2 separate regions of the Mus musculus genome follow, and region 2 is linked to region 1. A link is a contact called in public ChIA-PET data. All regions are on one chromosome and are shown on one strand. Each heading gives the region's core, a stretch centred on a gene start, on an enhancer-like site or on the middle of the called end of the contact. The rest is flanking DNA. Distances are from core to core; before and after follow the strand shown. Region 1 overlaps Kcnip1 (Kv channel-interacting protein 1). Region 2 overlaps 4930469K13Rik (RIKEN cDNA 4930469K13 gene).

Evidence for each region. ChIA-PET counts read pairs in DNA pulled down with a chosen protein or histone mark.
Region 2: a contact with region 1 is called in an RNA polymerase II ChIA-PET map of memory CD8 T cells, with 186 read pairs. The contact joins two enhancer-like sites. A contact is called at or near these places in 2 of 115 datasets of contacts at active chromatin or transcription factors (effector CD8 T cells and memory CD8 T cells) and 1 of 9 other capture datasets (pancreatic islet).

What each region holds. Positions count from the first base shown.
Region 1 is chr11:33,698,870-33,703,062 of GRCm38.p6, forward strand. All of the region lies in intron 1 of Kcnip1 (Kv channel-interacting protein 1), which reads right to left. Among named protein-coding and RNA genes, the nearest start is that of Gm12119, 66 kb to the left of the region's middle. Within about 2 kb of position 1,967, at least 34 of the 459 cell types and tissues checked have an H3K27ac peak or open chromatin away from gene starts, as enhancers often do. A contact at or near this core is called in effector CD8 T cells and memory CD8 T cells, where this site is marked.
Region 2 is chr11:34,008,147-34,012,339 of GRCm38.p6, forward strand. The region is part of intron 4 of 4930469K13Rik (RIKEN cDNA 4930469K13 gene); the gene reads right to left. Among named protein-coding and RNA genes, the nearest start is that of Gm51857, 27 kb to the left of the region's middle. Within about 2 kb of position 2,250, at least 150 of the 459 cell types and tissues checked have an H3K27ac peak or open chromatin away from gene starts, as enhancers often do. A contact at or near this core is called in effector CD8 T cells and memory CD8 T cells, where this site is marked.

The sequences.
Region 1 (4,193 bases), core at 717-3,216:
AAGACCCATGTGTGGCTTACAGTATGCTTCATATCATGGCTGACTCCCACATGTGTGACTTAAGCCTTAGCTGATCTCCATCCAGGAGCCAACTGTGTTATGTCCAGTGCTGGCTCTTCTCTTTCCTCTACCTCCTAGTTGCCATGGGAACCCTCCATTGGACCAGATTCTGAGATGAACCACAGTACTCTTCATGTGGCTCTCACTTATGCTAAATGCATATCCTGTGAGCATCACTGGCTGGATGTCCAGGCTCTGTGTCCAGGTCTCAAACTGAGCACATTCCCCTGTTGGAGGTGGGCAGGAGTATGAAGGCACAGAGCTACTGGGTGGGGTGGAGGGCTGATCAAGAGCATAGAGCTGCATCTTGGCAAGGTTCTATGGACCACATGAGGAAGAAACGGGACCAGAACTATCCCCTCTGCCCTCTATCCCCCTTCCTTTATCCTGTCTAGAGACAGGCGTCAGACATGGGTCTGAAATTTGGGTATGTACAGGACACTAGCAGTAGGGCAGGGACATGGCAGACACTAGCAACATGCTCCCCTTGCCTGGGGTCTTTAGCTGCCACCCAGCTAGTCTAGGCTGAAGAGAAGAGCAAATCTCATTAGTTAGGCCTTTCCTTCCAGAAGCCATAAATCAAAAGTGTTCTGGTCTCAACCCAACTGGCACCACAATGTAATTTACTTTTAAGCAGACGAATGAGTATTTTGTATAAAAATCATTCTCCTTTAAATATTAAGGGGTGGAGCTTTCCTATTTTCTTTCCAATGGCTTTTATTATGTCTTGAGGGCAAAGACTTCCAATTTCAGGATGGAAATCAATGAGAAACATGATCAAATTTCAGAAACATGGTGTTACAACCAGTGGTTTTGGACTGTGTCTGGGATTCTGAAGGCTGTATTTATTCTCTCCACGACACACACTGACTCCTTGAGACAACAGAATCCAGTATTCCTTCATGTCAGTGATGTGCACACTTTTTTGAGAGCAGAGACATTTTGATATGAGCATATATATACATATGTGTGTGTGTGTGTTTGGTATTTTCTTGCAACCACTTCTGTGAATCATGGTAAGGAATGAATGAACTCAGCTTGAGTAAACAGCTAGAGAGAGAGAGAGAGAGAGAGAGAGAGAGAGAGAGAGAGAGAGAGAGAGAGAGAGAGAAGGGGAGGGGAGGGGAGGGGAGGGGAGAAGGGGAGCTGAGAAGGGGAGGGGAGGGAGGAGAGGGGAGGGGAGGGGAAAGGAGAAGAGAAGAGAAGAGAAGAGAAGAGAAGAGAAGAGAAGAGAAGAGAAGAGGAAAGAGACAGACAGAGAGCAGAAAGGGGAGAGAGACACAGAGAGAGCCAGAGAGACAGACAGAGAGAGAGAAGCTGTGATCATTTAAACTTGGAAGTCCCAAGAGGCCAAGAAAAAGTCCAGGGTGTCTTTAGGAAATGAAGAAAGATAAGACACAAGTGATGTAACAGGACAAAGTTTCTCTAAGGATCAAAGTTCCAAAGTTCTGAACACAGGACAAGAGTGGCCAGAAGTTTGTTCACAGTCAGTTCTGGATAAAAGGCAAAATGCTCCCTGAATTGTGAGTGTTCACTGCTCTCACTTCAATAAAGCTTTGAAATTTCAAACAACTAAGACTCCTGGGAGCTTTCAGGAGATCTCTTTCTACAGAAACTGGGAGAAAGAGAGGGAGATTTTCTCAGTCTCCTGTGCAACAGGATTTTGGTTCCCTGTCCCTCAATCTCCTGGTGACCACACATGGTGTTCATGTAAGGCCTGGGTCCTGCACTCTCCTCTGTGTCCTTCCACAACTGCCCACACCTTTGTCCAGAATCACTGCAAGCTATCCACCTTGGATTCTGTCTGTTTCTTGTCAGGCTCCTGAGAGACTCTTGACATACACAGGTCATTGTTACCATGCAGACATAAAGGATGACAACGCTGGGAAGTCCCCTTGAGAGGATGTGGCTTACCAGGTGGCTCTTCTTTGGGTTAAAAAGTGAATGGCGTCAGCTGCTTGCCTGTATTTGAGAGGTGTTAAATGTGTGTATGTGAGAAGTGCAGCTCCATCCTTGAGTGATGCTAGCACTGGAATTCCTGTCTCAGTGTTGTGATGCTGAGCCCACATATCACCCCGCCCACACAGAGAACGGAAGCCTCAAAGCTTTGGCAAGTGCAGCTAAGCTTTCTTCTCAGCTCCTGCCAGCCCTGAGGGTTTTGGGAAATGTGTGTTTGATCCTCTGCTTCTAAGGCAGTCATTCTCAGCCTGTAGGTCTGACCTCTCTAGAGGTCGAATGATCCTTTCACAGGGGTCACATATCAGATATCCTGCATATCAGATATCTACATTTTGATTCACAACAGTAGCAAATTCGTAGTTATGAAGTAGCAATGAAATCATTTTATGGCTGAGGGTCACCACAACATGAGGAATTGTATTAAAGGGTCACAGTATTAAAAACCACTGTTCTAAGGGGGTGTAGTCTCTGGGAAGCTCTGGCAAGATCTAGCAGAGTATTGCTCTCTGGCTTCCTCCCTGTTGGGGTGTGAGCAATAAACAACAGGGTGCTACTGGAGGCCTCAGGTCTTGCTGGGCAGCACTGGCCTGCAGAGCATGCTCTCTGGGTTCTGCCCTTTAGTTTCAGGATGGCCATAGGTGTCCTTCCTGGAGCATCCTATTCTCTGTGTGTGTGTCTCTAAACCTTTACTGTACCTACATGCACAGCCCTGGGAGAAAACATCTGTTAATTTAGCATTGTTCTCAGACCCTGACCACTACATTCACCAGCATTTTTGCAATTATTTCCCCTTTTTACTTGGTCCATTTCAAAACACAGGGTACCTCAGGGAGGGGTTGTGAGGGGGAGGGGCTGTGACAGGGAGGGGCTGTGAGGGGGAGGGGCTGTGAGGGGGAGGGGCTTTGACAGGGAGAGGCTATGACAGGAAGGGGCTGTGATGTGGAGGGGCTGTGACAGGGAGGGGCTATGACAGGGAGGGGCTGAGACAGGGAGGGGCTTTGACAGGGAGGGACTGTGACAGGGAGGGGCTGTGACAGAGAGGGGCTGTGACAGAGAGGGGCTGTGATGGGGAGGGGCTGTGACAGAGAGGGGCTGTGACAGAGAGGGGTTGTAAGGGGGAGGGACTGTGACAGGGAGGGGCTGTGATGGGGAGGGGCTGTGACAGAGAGGGGTTATGAGGGGGAGGGGCTGTGACAGGGAGGGGCTTTGACAGGGAGGGACTGTGACAGGGAGGGGCTGTGACAGGGAGGGGCTATGATGGGGAGGGTTTGGGACAGGGAGGGGCTGTGAGGGGGCGGGGCTGGGACAGGGAGGGGCTGTGACAGGGAGGGGATATGACAAGTAGGATCTGTTACAGAGAGGGGCTGTGATGGGGAGGGGCTGTGATGAGGAGGGGCTGTGACAGGGAGGGACTATGACAGGGAGAGTGAACAAAACACCAGCAAATGAGCCTGGATTTGTTTTCGAAAGACTCAGAACCCAGAACTGGGAAAGGATGTGAAGCCAAGAATAAATACCTCAGGTCCAGACATGAGAAGGTGGATGTGTTGCTCACTGTTTCTCTTGAAAATTGGGGATCATCGAGGAAAGGGGATGAGACAGAAAAGTCACGGAGGTGCTCTTGGGTTAGTCAACATTCTGGGAGAGTTGAGAAGACCTCCAGTAGAAAATGGCAACATAGTCTGTTGGGTGGCTTGGAGAGGCAAGGCAGACTCAGAGGTCAAACTTTCCAGATGGGGCAGCAGGGGATAGAGTAGTCGTTCAGGGGTGGCTGTGCTTAGAGATTAGTAAACTTCTCTCTCAGTAGAGAGTGTGCTGGGTAGGAGGTAGATGTGGGCTAGGTGACAGAGTCGGACGAATTCCCAAGTGGCTCAGCTCTATGGGAGCTTCCAAGGAAGCCTTTTGTTTGTTTGTTTGTTTGGTTGGTTGGTTTTTACCAAGCTGGGTATCAGAGTGGCCCTGAGGAAGCTGTGGTCACGCCCACTCTGAGGAACTCTAGAGCCAGGGGACACCTCTACTGAGGGATACCTGCTGCTCTAGACAGACAGGGAGAGGAGAGGGGCTTGGCCTTGTCCTACTTCCAATTTGCTTTCAAGACCCTATGGCGTCACAGACTTCAAGCTTAAGCCTTTGTCTCTTGAGTCTGGGCTGCTATGGCTGCCTTGGACAATAGG
Region 2 (4,193 bases), core at 1,000-3,499, 310 kb after region 1:
CTTGATTAGTTTGGCCATGATGATTTGGGTCCGTGGTCTTTTTCCCATCTTTGGGGTTAGCGGGACCCAAGCAGAAGAGTGGAGAAAGAGAAAGAGCCAGCACATGGCAGGGGAGAAACAGATAACACAGGGAGAAGCCAAGCCACGGAAGGCATCTCTCTCATAACACAGGGTAACGAGTGTGGCAGGAAGCTTTTCATCCCACAGACAGATTAACTGAGGAGGTTCGATAGCAACCCTAGAAAAAGACAGGCTTTCTCGAAAAGGGGAAGTCAGACGCAGTAGCACCCGGAAGTGAAGTCCGGACTCCTCTCCTCTTTCTTCCTGCTGGAGGAACTGATCTAGCCTCTGAGGCCCAAACTGCTTGAACCTGTGGACATGTGGTCCAAGCGGCTGCCTGTGGTGCCTGAAGGTGGTGCTTCCACAGCCCACGCTGGGATCCACTGGACACGCATCGCCCCAAACCCACTTTAGTCAAAGATCACAAACTGACACAAACATCTTCACAGCAAATGAACAAATAGGCTCTAACCTGGGGCAAAGGTGTGAATTCAGGGCTCCAGAGAAGTCTGGTACTGCTTCCCTAGGCTCGCCTATGAGGAGCTGACTGCACAGGGCCAAGGTGAGAGACGCTTCAGCCACAGAGCACAGTCCCATAATCTCCTGGTAAGAATCGTGATGTCATGATATGGTCCAAGATGAAACGTTGGGGTTTTTATCACACCCAGACCAGCTGAAGGCTTGTAGGCTAATTGATGTTTAGCTTTGCAGAAGGCAAGTTACGTTTTCTTTGTTAAACAGACTTTCCTTTAGCTGTAGTCGAAGAGGTGAGGCGAATGAGAAGCTACTCTGCCCTCTGCTGGGGAGGAACTGCAATGTCTCAGTTAATAGCAACCGAGGAGCTAGGACTCCTGCCACCTGGGTTTGCAGGTTATCTGAGTGGCTAACCGGACTGTGGCCAGGTCTTGTTCTGGAAGCATCTTTCTAAAACATCTTGCTTTCTGTTCTTCACTGTGAGTTTGTCAGGATCAAAACCAAGGCAGCTTTTGCCATTCCTGACCAAAAAAAAAAAGAAGAGAAGAGAAGAGAAGAGAAGAGAAGAGAAGAGAAGAGGAGGGGAGGGGAGGGGAGGGGAGGGGAGGGGAGGGGAGGGGAGGGGAGGGGAGGGGAGGGGAGGGGAGGGGAGGGGAGGGGAGGGGAGGGGAGGGGAGGGGAGGGGAGGGGAGGGAAGGAAAAAGAAAAGAAACCATAGCGGAGACTTGTAAAGGCAACAGTAACGATCACTCAGTCAGAACCGCAGCTTTGCACAAAGGCCACCATGACCCTACATAAAAACGTTTCTCCAGAGATACCTGCTCAGCCACTTCCTGTCACCCACAGACTTCCATCACCCTGGCTAGTAATTCTCATGGCCAAAGTGGATTGTATTATAATATCTTCTTTACGTATCTTCAAATTTTGCCTTCAGAAGCCTTGAATCCACACACACAATGACCTGTACAGTCTGGCGGCCAGTTCTCTGTTGTGCCTAAGTTGTTGTCATTGTGCTCGTGGAGGCTGTCTGCCACTGGGCAAGACTGTGTGTCGTCTCTGGTGGCTCATGTGTGTCCCCAGAAAACCTCTGGGAGAAGTTCTTTCTAGCAAAACTTCAGCTAAGAATATCTGTTTCTAATGTTTCTTTTCTCCCCCAAAACCGGGCCCAGGTTTCTCTCTGATCTCTAGGTTCAGGAAGGTGTCTTTTGTTGACTGGTGACTGTTTGAAACTCTGTCTTCCTGTGGTTTCACCAGCCGGTGCTGTTGTTTTCCACTCTCCTGATGCTGGGATTGGCGCAATGCTCTCGGCCCACCCTGTGACTCAGTGGTGGAGAGAGGGCTCTGCTTCCTCAAGGAGCTGCTAAGAGTATTGGTCAACCTCACTATCACCAGGGAGTGTCTCTGAGGTAGACTCTGAGTAGCCTAGGAGGGAGGCTGCCAGCAGAACTGACCCCCGCCCCCACACCCCAGGCCAGCAAGCAGGTCAGAGCTGCAACTGCTTCTAGACTCCTCACTGCCTACCCTGTGAGCTGAAGGACCAGGATGGCAGGAGGCACATCGAAGCGTTTGCACTGGAGAAAGGAAAGGAATCAGAAGAGGTCTGATCAGAACCTTCATGACAGTTCACCTCCCTGTCTTCCAGGGAACCACAGGGCCAGCCCCTAAGGGCGGTCACCTCCCCAGCAGGCCTCATCTCCTCTCCCACTGTGATGCAATGGAGGAAAGAGTGTCCACGTCATTCTCTTCTCTGCTTAGATTGTCCTGATGTGGGCCAAGGAGAGCACTGACAGTCCTCACCACTTCCTTCACAACCTGGGGTTTTAGGAACGTGGGATGGGCTGAAGAGGGAGGCAGGGGGGGCTGGAGGGTGCTGTGGGGCTCCTTCACCTTCTCTCTCCAAAGGCTGCTGCTCCCAGGGAAAGTTTGGAAACCTCAGAGCAATTGAGGTGCCAAATATTAATGGCATGCTCCCCTTCCCATGCCCTATCGTTGAATGCAGATACAAGAACCTCCTTCCTACTCTGACTCTGCAGACTCTTGTAAAGGACCCCCTGCTGCTCACATTCCTTCTCTGCTAGCCCAGCTGCACCCATAAGTCCCAGGCCCTGCAGATTTCAAGACCTTGACTGGGGAAACAACATCCTTTCTGGGAACAGGGAACATGCTCCTCCCAGACTGTCAAACAGTTGTCGGGTGGGAATTTCCCTTGGGGTTAGGACCACATCTTCTCAGTAACTTCCTCTGGCCTCAAACAGTACAAGTCTTGTGCCCCAAACAAAATGGAATTGCCTGTGACTCATATCCAGCCCTAGCTTTTGAGAAATCTACTTCCTGAGGTTGGGGGCTGGAAGTGTAGAAGTGAGTGTGTGCATGTGTGCTGAGTGAGAGAGCGCGTGTGCTCTGGGAGTCTTCCAGAGGAAGCAGCTGCATTCTAGCGTCTGGGCTGGGGAATTCTAGCTTTAAACCATCTGTTTTCTTACAAGGTTGTCCTCTGGCACCTCCCAAACATGTCTAGACATTTTACCTTTATTATTATTTTTTTGTTTTGTTTTGTTTTATTTTATTTATTTATTTATTTATTTATTTATTTATTTATTTATTTATTTATTATATGTAAGTACTCTGTAGCTGTCTTCAGACACTCCAGAAGATGGCATCAGATTTCATTACGGATGGCTGTTAGCCACCATGTGGTTGCTGGGATTTGAACTCAGGACCTTTGGAAGAGCAGTCGGTGCTCTTAACCGCTGAGCCATCTCACCAGCCCCTTACCTTTATTATTATGAGTTATTTATTTACATGCTTTTGGTAGTGTGCGTTCATGTATATGCATGTGCAGACATGTGTCAGTAGAAATGTAGAAGTCAGCTTATCACTTCTTTCTGTCTACCATGTGGGCACTGGGAATTGAACCCAGGTCCTCAGCCTTAGCAGCAAGCACCTTTACCCACTAAGCCATCTCACCACTCCTCTATTTATTTTCTATTTTCTGTGTATGGATGCTTTCCCCTGTGTATATATGTGCACTGTGTGTGTGTGTGTGTGTGTGTGTGTGTGTGTGTGTGTGTGTGTAACTGGAGTCACAGATGGTTGAGAATTGGTGCTGGGAATTGAACCTAGGTCCTCTGTAACAGCAATAGTGCCCATCCCTTCCCTCTCTTTTTATTTATTTATTTTTCTTAAGGAGAAGAAAAACAAAGTAGAACTACATGAAAACAGAGAAGAAGCAGGCCATGTACCCCTGAAGTAAATTTCCCACAGGCAGTGGGAATGGAGAGATGTCTGTAAGGCAGCCTGCAGTCTGAGGCTTCGAGCCTCTCAGTTCTCAGCTCCCTCATCAGTCTTGGATTCCATGCCCAGTGGAGAAGAAGCCAGAGGGCCCTCTGTGAGGGCGCTGCCACTTGCTTAGGAGGCAGCCCTGCTGGTGTTGGCCAGGGTATGTTCTGAGGGAATCAGGTTTGAAGCTGTTTTCGTTTTGCATATTGTTATTGCTGCAACAAGGAAATGTCAGTAGGGAGAAAGACAAAATGGGGAACTGAGACACATGGGAGTTTTGGCATTTTCTTTATTCTCTCCCCCTCCCCCTCCCTTTCCCTCTCCCCCTTCCTCTCCTTCTGTGTATCCCTGGCTGGCCTGGAACTCACTGTGTAGACCAGGCT